Regions from separate parts of the Mus musculus genome. Here regions 1 and 3 are each linked to region 2. The links are chromatin contacts, called in public Hi-C maps. All regions are on one chromosome and are shown on one strand. The core of a region is the stretch at or near the end of the contact, and the rest is flanking DNA. Distances in the headings are between cores, read along the strand shown.

What was found. A called contact is a pair of places that touch in the nucleus more often than the background predicts.
Region 1: a Hi-C map of the N1E-115 cell line shows a contact between it and region 2, with 2.8 times the contacts expected there. The contact joins the enhancer-like site here to the promoter of Marchf11 in region 2. A contact is called at or near these places in 1 of 39 promoter capture datasets (liver), 1 of 484 Hi-C or Micro-C datasets (the N1E-115 cell line), 2 of 115 datasets of contacts at active chromatin or transcription factors (embryonic hindbrain and embryonic stem cells) and 1 of 9 other capture datasets (embryonic stem cells).
Region 3: a Hi-C map of the N1E-115 cell line shows a contact between it and region 2, with 7 times the contacts expected there. The contact joins the enhancer-like site here to the promoter of Marchf11 in region 2. A contact is called at or near these places in 10 of 39 promoter capture datasets (the C10 cell line, the HPC-7 cell line, embryonic stem cells and 5 more), 3 of 15 datasets of contacts at CTCF or cohesin (large pre-B cells, pro-B cells and stem cell-derived epiblast-like cells), 53 of 484 Hi-C or Micro-C datasets (B cells, the BV-2 cell line, the Ba/F3 cell line and 34 more), 5 of 115 datasets of contacts at active chromatin or transcription factors (astrocytes, bone marrow-derived dendritic cells, embryonic stem cells and 1 more) and 1 of 9 other capture datasets (embryonic stem cells).

What each region holds. Positions count from the first base shown.
Region 1 is chr15:26,050,363-26,053,155 of GRCm38.p6, reverse strand. No RefSeq gene overlaps it. Among named protein-coding and RNA genes, the nearest start is that of Gm41279, 11 kb to the left of the region's middle. Within about 2 kb of position 1,500, at least 14 of the 459 cell types and tissues checked have an H3K27ac peak or open chromatin away from gene starts, as enhancers often do. A contact at or near this core is called in the N1E-115 cell line, where this site is marked.
Region 2 is chr15:26,307,454-26,310,319 of GRCm38.p6, reverse strand. Marchf11 (membrane associated ring-CH-type finger 11) reads right to left here and starts at 1,272. Exons shown (of 4, transcript NM_177597.6): 1 at 528-1,272. The coding sequence starts at 1,058.
Region 3 is chr15:25,804,663-25,807,417 of GRCm38.p6, reverse strand. It overlaps Myo10 (myosin X), which reads right to left. Exons shown (of 41, transcript NM_019472.2): 36 at 1,700-1,907; 37 at 739-875; 38 at 241-361. Among named protein-coding and RNA genes, the nearest start is that of Retreg1, 37 kb to the left of the region's middle. Within about 2 kb of position 1,422, at least 32 of the 459 cell types and tissues checked have an H3K27ac peak or open chromatin away from gene starts, as enhancers often do. A contact at or near this core is called in the Ba/F3 cell line, the CH12 cell line, ECoMG myeloid progenitors and 7 more, where this site is marked.

The DNA.
Region 1 (2,793 bases), core at 251-2,750, 260 kb after region 2:
ACATCTGTAAAGGATGCTTTTGTTCTTACCCAATCTGCAGGTACTGCAGACTGTCTTGATAGTGATAATGGCCTGCCAGAGGAAAGCTGTGACTTATTGAGACTTTATCCTTTTGTACAAACATCGCCAGGTTCATTATCACTTCTAGAAGGAGTCTGCCACAGGAGTGACAACTTGTGTTATACATGGCGTTTTCTAAACATCCAGCAACAAAATGCATTGGGCTTGAGATCTGAAAACACTTTACAGGCAGACCAGGGCAAATTAGTATGCACTGTGAAATGACCTCAGCCTTCAATGGTGCTAACATCAAGCTTTACTTAATCACAGAGAATGAGAAATGAGAAAGGGAGACAATGAGTAGAAAGGGGTAAATCTTTGCCAAAGAAAGAGACGTTAGCATCCTGACCAATTTCAGCATGGAGGAGACCTTTGTGTCAGTGTAGAGAACAGAGAGGATACCCCATCTTCCTTGAATTCTTTCTTTGATCCCTTTGCTTTCTATTTGGGCCAAGACTGATGGGTGAGCCATTCTTCACAGAAAGGGAGGAAGGGAGCATGAAGGGTAGAAATGAAAGCAGACCTTGCTTATCTGTTGCATGGCTTTATTCAAAAAGCTCTAAATATAATTAAAGCTAATATTATTGGCATGCATCAACTCTCAGATTATTAAAGACTCATTCGTTTGAAATATTCATTTCCATAAAAGCTTTTGCATGAGTTGGATGCTTTTAACTTTCTCTCTAATATCTGAACGTGGTCAGAAAGACAGAAATTTCAGTGGTCAGAAAGACAGATAGATATTCCTGAGCTGTCTTTCTGGCATTTACAAATGGGCTGGCATTTACAAATCTCCAACCTAGTCCTCCAGTCTCACCAGTGAAGGATTATGATTACAGACTAAATGGGGCTGAATATTTCAATTTTAGAAGGACGCCTCTCCCCAAATGTCCTACATTCTGACATGCAAAGAAAATTACTGGACAATTTTAAACTTTTAATAGCCAATCTACCAGTAGTTAAACATCTGTTCTAGTGTTTCCAGAAACGTCTTTCCTTGAAGGCAGCAGGTGGCACTTCCCGCAATCGGAGCAACTAAGTCTATACATACAAATTTCTTATGCCAAGAGAGCCATTCTATTCAAGGAAGTGTGGGGGGGGGGGGCTTATGATTTTTCTTAAAGAAGCCAAGCACTTAGAGCCATGGTTATGTGAAGTCAGATAAATTTAAATTCTTCATAAAATCTTCATTTTGTGGAAGGTTGGTTGTTTTTATTTTGGCGAGGAGCAAATATTTACATTTAAAACCATGCCCTCTGTGTTTCTCATTTAAATCATGCCTGCTTTGGCTGCAGACACAAACACTAATAAGATGATAGCAGTATAAGCTCCAAGTGCCTGGTAGAACATAAACTCATTTTTCGAATCACTGTGAGAAGCTGCAGTATTTCTAATCCTGTTTTTCTATCAGGATGATGTCACTACCAGATTGATGACTCATGGGCATGTGGCACAAGCTGCAGTCTTAGTCACTGGGTCACCTATGCCTAAGGGGCAAATATGTCTCTTCTCTAACTCAGTTGCATAATCTCAGAAACAATTTGCCTGTTTGAATTGAATGGGTTCAAATGCGAACACAGAAGAGCAAATTCTTATTTGGGTTCAAGAAAGGAGTGCTCAAAGGAAGCCCACAACTGTGTTTGTCAAACATTCACACTCTCTGCCTCACCTCTAAATTTTATCATTACCTCTAATACCCTCAAAAGTTAGAGCCAGTCTCTGTTCACTTAGGATTACAAATAGAAAATCGCACCCAAGAATAAAGAATAGGAGGGAGGGGAGAGGCCAAGAGCTTGAGTTCTAAGAGGGGCACTGATGAGATAACCCCTGGGTTGCTGGGCAGGAAGGACAAGGTTTTCACTGCAGCATAAAGAAAGAATCTAGGAAGAAAGGACACCGCCTGAGAAGTCCCTGATGTCCCCAGGCCTAGGTGGCGTCATCCTGATGCCCAGGCATTTTTCCCAAATCAATGGATGTTGCTCCAACAAATATACAAGTGGCAGCAAAACTAAGCTTTGTGGGTGATTATGAACTCAAGGACTATGGACTACAAGGGACTCATTGGTTTGTGTCAAAGTTCCATTCCAGAAACTATACAGCACTAATATATTAAATACTGTCATACTCTAAGAAAATTCCAGAATCCTGATGGAAAGGATTCTGTCTCTTAAGTTTCACAGTCCTTGAAGATCTATCTGATCATGTTCCATAGAATGCCTCTGTCTCCCAAATAATTTGTGCTCCTTTTAATTAAACTGATAATCTGAAGAAATTGTTATATTTACAGGGCTAGAGAGATGGCTCAGCAGTTAAGAGCATGTTCTGCTCATGCAGATGACCTGAGTTCAATTGCCAGATGTTGGGGATTGGTTCTAATGCTTTGTCTTAATTCAGCTGCCAAAATCACAAAGGAATCAGCATGTCCAGATACTGAGAGTCCCTGCCCCAATTGGCTTTTGATTAATCAATAAAGAGCCAACAGCCAATGGCTGGGCAGGGTGAAAGAGGCAGGACTTTTAGGATTCCCAGGAAAGATGCAGAGAAGAGAAGGAACAAATTCGCTGTGAAGCAGAAACAGAGAGATCAGATTTAAGAGCTGCAGAAGAGAAAGCATCCAGCAATGTAGGTACAAAGAGAAAGTGGCCCCGTGAGACAGCTGCCCAGAAGGAAACAGGGCAGCAAAGATAAAATATAGATTTAGTCAGTGTTAACTCAGGAATACCGGAGGGGAGT
Region 2 (2,866 bases), core at 23-2,522:
CAAAGCATCAAGGACATCAATTGGCTAAGATACCCTTTCTGTTCAAGTACTTCCTTTTGCAAGAACTGTAGCACCTTTCTCATTAAAAATTTGTAATAAAAAACCCACCCTTTTTTGGTATTGCATATTGGTATTGCATACCTCATATTGGTATTGATGTAGCATGACTTATCCCCAGCCTCATTTGTATTCTGAAACTAAGTTCTCTGGATACATTAACAGAAAAGAGACCTGGCTTGAATCTACTTATAAACTAAAATCCTTTGAGTAATTCACAAGAAACGCTTGATGATGTTACCATTATAGTACCTAGGAGTACCTGACTTCAAAATAAGGTAGAGAGAAAAGGTGTAGGTTAATTTACTTCTGTATTGGCCACCAGAACACTTTATCAGCCTTCTCAGAAAGAGAACTGGAGAGGGAAGCTCAGTTGTGGGGCGTGCGCTGTCCGTGGTGCTGAAAGCTCTACCCTTGCGGTCCAGGTCCAGGACTCACCGCCTGCAGACCTGGGGTCCCTCTGGCCTTACCTGCTCTGCGCCCTGGAAGCAGATCTTGCAAATGGGCTGATGGTGCTGGTGCTGGTGCCCCGAGCGCTGGTCGCTACCGCCGCCACTACTGCTGCTGCGGCTGCTACATACGGAGCGTGTTTCGGGCTGGTCTCCGGTGCCTCGCCGCTCGCCCTCCCGGCACGCGCCGGCCTCGGGCTCCCCCGGGCTGCCTTTCCCCGTCGCAGCCTCGGGGAGCTTCACCTCTGGAAGGCGCCTAGGACCTTCGCAGGAGTCGCCCGCCGCTGTCACCTCCTGGTCGCCGGGCAACAGAGACGGCGGCAGCGGCGGTAGAGGCTCTCCTGCGCCCTTGCGCCGAGGGGCCAGTTCTACCGGCGGCTCGCCCGACCCTACGATGCGCTCCAGAGGCGCGGGCAGCGGCGGCCGGTAGCGTGGGGAGGTGGGGACCAGGACCGACTCTCCCGGAGGCGGGGGTGGGGGCGGCGGGGGCAGAGGTGGCTCAGCTTCGAGGCTGTCCGCCCGGCTAGACCGTTTTTTGCCCTCGTCGCTCATGGTGGAGTCGCCGCCGTCCTCCTGCCCGCCCGGTGGCGGGCCGGGCGCGGACTGCAGCCAGAGAGCGCAGAGGAAGGCTGGAGAGGGAGGAGGGAAGAGGGTGGGAAGGGGAACCGGGGCGAAGGGACTAGGAAGGCGGGACCAGGAGAGGACGCGGAGGACCGGCGCGGCGGCCGCAGAGGCGGCTGTTCAGCGGAGCCGCCGGCTCGGCTCTGATGGAGGCGGCGCCGAGTTCGGCTGCCCGTGCCAGGCGCGCGGGGGTGGGGATGGGAGGCGGGGAGGAGCGCAGAGCTGGGCAAGGAGGCTGGGAACAAGCACTGGACTGGGGGATGGGGGTAGGCAAGTCGTGCGTGAGAGAGAGGTGTGGGGTGCCGAGAGGACCCTGCTGGAACTGGGGGATTCCTGGGCCGCTTCCACTAACCCCGCCCCGGGCCGCTCACGTCGGTTCCGGGGCGGATTGCCCCTCGCAGAAGCGCGCGGTACTGCGGCTCCAGTGAGAAAGGAAAAGGGGGAGGGGTCGGAAGCTGCCGATCCAAAAACCGTTACTGGGTGGATCTGGGGGAATTCCGAGAAACCCGCCGGGTGGGGGCGCGGTGGGCCAAGCAGAGACCCGCGTGGGAGTAAGGATGAGGGCGAGGTAGGCATCCCTGTGAACAGAGGCACGCAGGAAAGGACTCTTGAGGACAGATGCTGTAGCTGCTCTTTGCTCCACTGTTGTTTTGGGGATCCCAGTCCTCTCTTCTTCAGAGGACTCTGCATCTCAAAAGTCTTCAAGCAGAAGCCTCTGAAACCTTTGTCATCCTGGGAATGCCCAATCCCCCTGTCTCCCTCTCCTGAATATATACATCCTGGATTTGTAAAAATTTTCGATGCGTCCGAGGTTGGAGGGTTGCAATGCTCCATTCTGTGGCTTGTGGGTCTCCTTCATGCTTGCACAAATATTGCTGCGTCCTTCCCAGGAAAAGTGGTTACAACCTTGACTCAGCCTGCCTCCACCCTCATCCACCCCCCACCCCCAGTCTCTCCTCCCTCTCTCCCTCTCTCTCCCTCTCCCCGGCCTCCTCTCTCCTCCCTCCCTACCCCTCCCTACCTTTTCTCTCCCTCTTCCTCTCTCTCCCCACCCCTTTCCAGTAGGGTACTGTGCTCCTGTGCTCTGGCCTTCTGTTCCAAACCCAGCAGTCTGAACTCTTAGGTTATTGGGGTTTTACCCTGCAAGGTGTCCATGCAAATCAATTGTGACTTATCACTGAAGTGGAGTCTTAATGACTTTGACAGAAGTGACTGGCCCTAAAACATTCCTTATTGGCCACATTTCATAGCTGAAGACCTAGGACCAGATAGGCAAACTAAGTTCAAGGTCACCAGCCTATTTAAGGACTGTCCATAGATCTGACACCAGTGTGTGTGTGTGTGTGTGTGTGTGTGTGTGTGTGTGTGTGTGTTTGCGTGCGCGTGCGCGCGCCAGGGTGATGGGCACATGAACATATACCAGCATTCACACACAATCCTTTCTTCATCTTCTTTAAAATAGTTCTGTAGCATGTGGGTTGTTTTGTGTCTCTAACTCCAGTTAACAGAATTGAAGTACTTGAGCACAGGCTTAAGTAGAATTTACAAGTATACATTTGCCTTTTTTAAAAAAGGAAAGAGAGAGGGTGAAGGGAAGGAGGAAAGGAGGGAGAAAGAAACAAACAACAAAGAAAAGAAAGGTAAAGACCCGGGTCTTTTGACATATATCACTGTGGCCTGGATGGAGTTGCAAAAGAAAGAAGAAGGAGGAGAAGAAGAAGAAGAAGAAGAAGAAGAAG
Region 3 (2,755 bases), core at 173-2,672, 500 kb after region 2:
CTGAGAGAGTGGAGGTGCCCTGCCTGAGTATCCCCTGACTCTGGCACATCAAGTGTCTTGGCAGTGGTGTTCAAACCGAGTGCTCATTCCACAGTGAGTGGTTAGCTTTTCCTTGCTGGTAAGTCTGCTACCGCACCTAATCCTACAGACTTTAGCAGTTTATTTATTTGCTGCAGTAATGGGCTTCTCTCTCTTGTCTCTGACAAAGGAAAAGAATCTGTCTCTTGGAGTTCCTTTTACCTGTTCAAACATAAACGCAAACTCCACGCTGTCTTTTGGCATGCTGTCGGTGTCCAGGAAGCAATAAAGTTTGAAGTAGAATTTCCATGGCGCGTCCCCGGCTTCTGACGTGGCAGCTAGCCTACAGGCAGAAGCCACAAAAGTCTCAGAGCAAAACCAGAAATGGGCCATGGTAACCCACAGAGGGCTGATTTCACACAGCGTACTCTGAAGATGAAGCTGTCCTACCATATGATGGGACAAAGAGGTGACACAAGGGGTCGTCACACAAACAAAATAGCAAGGCAGTCCTTGTCAGATCTCCTGGGTAGTTTAACCAGAGGGAAAGTGCATTGTTCCAGCCAGGTTCCACTTTAGGGTAGATAATAAAGAGAAAGCTTTCAAGCAAAGAGGGCCAACAGGTGGCAGAGAGGAAAAGGTAAATAGATTAACAAGGGTAAAATATAAACTAACGCAAACACACGTGTTCTCCAGGCGTTTTGAAGGGGAGGAACTTACTTTTCAAACTTTGCCAGGACGTCAGCTACGATGGTCCGGCTTTCGATGGCCTTGTCCACCTGTCCGTTGTACTCAAACAAGGCAAACATGTTCCTGCTGTCCTCCATGGCGAGCCCTCGGATCAGCTTCTCCACCACCTGGAAGACACATCAGGGGCTCTCAGCTCAGACGCTGCTGCCGCCATGCGCTTTACATGCATACGACGTCATCTGTCGGAGGGAGAGGCTGGTGTGGCAGGGTCCACACAGCCCTCTGAGACTGCTGCCCCGGAGCCTGAGCATGTACTGGCTTGCTCTTACTGTCTTGATAAATTCAGCTTTGACTTTCTTCTTCCCTCCCCTCCCCGGGGCGTGGGGGGAGGGGCAGGGGAGAGGAGGACCACTAACTTACGGTTTTCTTTTTTTGCAAAGCCTCAGTAGTTGGAAAAATAAATGAAACCCCTAAGTCCCATCTTTTATCCGATATATTGATAAGCCTTGAGAAACAGTGGCGATTTCTAATGATGAGTCACTTCAAAAGGCTCCTAAGGCTTAATTAGCAACGCCACCATCATTCCAAGCTTTTGTTGGGCTTGATTTAAGAGGTCAGGGGAAAATGTGCTCTTCTGATGTGGTATTCTCCACATTCTCATGGCAGGCACAGAGAGACACCTGGTGGCCGAAGAGACTCGACACACCCTTCTCACAGGGTTTCCCCATTGCAGATCTAGACACGTTCAAGATGGGGGAGATTACGTCTGAGGGACACTGGCTTAGGTGGAGCTTTGCATTTGCACGTAACTCAACTTTTACCTCTACTGTGTGTGTGTGTGTGTGTGTGTGTGCGTGCGCTTGGCTGCTGGCTGTACTGACTTCCTTGCTTGTTGAGCGGATACACTGAGCATAAACACACATTCAGGTACCACAGGCGTATGGGCCAGTGTGCAACAAGCACAAGGCGATTGACTGTCGGCATTCCCTACCTCCCCGGCTGTGGTGTGGGAGTTGATGGTGATCTTGCAGGAGCCTCCGCCATGGCAATACACTGTGGACGTCATTTCCTGCCGGTGGATCAGAGCTTCGATTTCATCTCGGGAAGGCACAAACTCTCTGCATTTGGTTTTCTTAAGGGATTCGTAGATAAAGAGGGCGTACTTCTCCATCTCGGTTCCTGGGAACTGTTCCCGTATCCTGGGAGACAAAGGTGACTGTGAACTGGAGATAGACACAGGCTGGCCAGAGGGAGCTGGGATGTGGGGAGGGTTCAGCAGCAGAGGCTGGGAGGCTGCCCCCTTGTGGTGACAGGAGTGAATGGCAGTGTCTTTCTGGTTAGGTCCAGCTTTAGTTCAGACATGGAAAAAGTAAAGAACCTACGTTGCGGGTAGTCCGCTGCCAGTTTTTTTTTTTTTTTATGTGGCACCGCTAATAACCAAAATTATAATGCCTTGGGCCATGGCCTTGAATTCAAAAAGATCTGCCTGCATCTGCCTCCTGCTGGGATTAAATGTGTGCACGCCATGCCTACACCTGGCCTTTCTTTGTTAATGTAGGGGTTCACGATGTACTCTATCTAGGCTGGCCTTGAACTCTCGTTCCTCCTGCCTCAGTGAGGAGATTACCAAAACAAGACACCGTGTCCAGCTTTAAATGTTGTTTGCCACAGTTGAGCAAAATGAGACTTGTTAGCTGCCTTTGCCACACACAGAACAATGAGATTAGACAGACTACTCAGAGATTCACCTACGTAGCCATTTTTTTACCTAAAAGTATTCCATAACCTCACGCTGTCAACCTCAGAATAAAATCTGATAAGAACTAAGTCAGTTCACACACACACACACACACACACACACACACACACAATCAAAGTTGGGGTTTTCTATAGAGAGAGTAATTAAATGTACCCAGCATGAATACATTAGTGGCTTGATTCTTCATTCGGCTTAAAGGGCAAGAGGACATCTAAGTCATACACACTTGCTTGAGGGGCCCTGTGGGTCGGGCTGGAGAGCCCTGTCGCAGCGTTTGATGTCGCAATG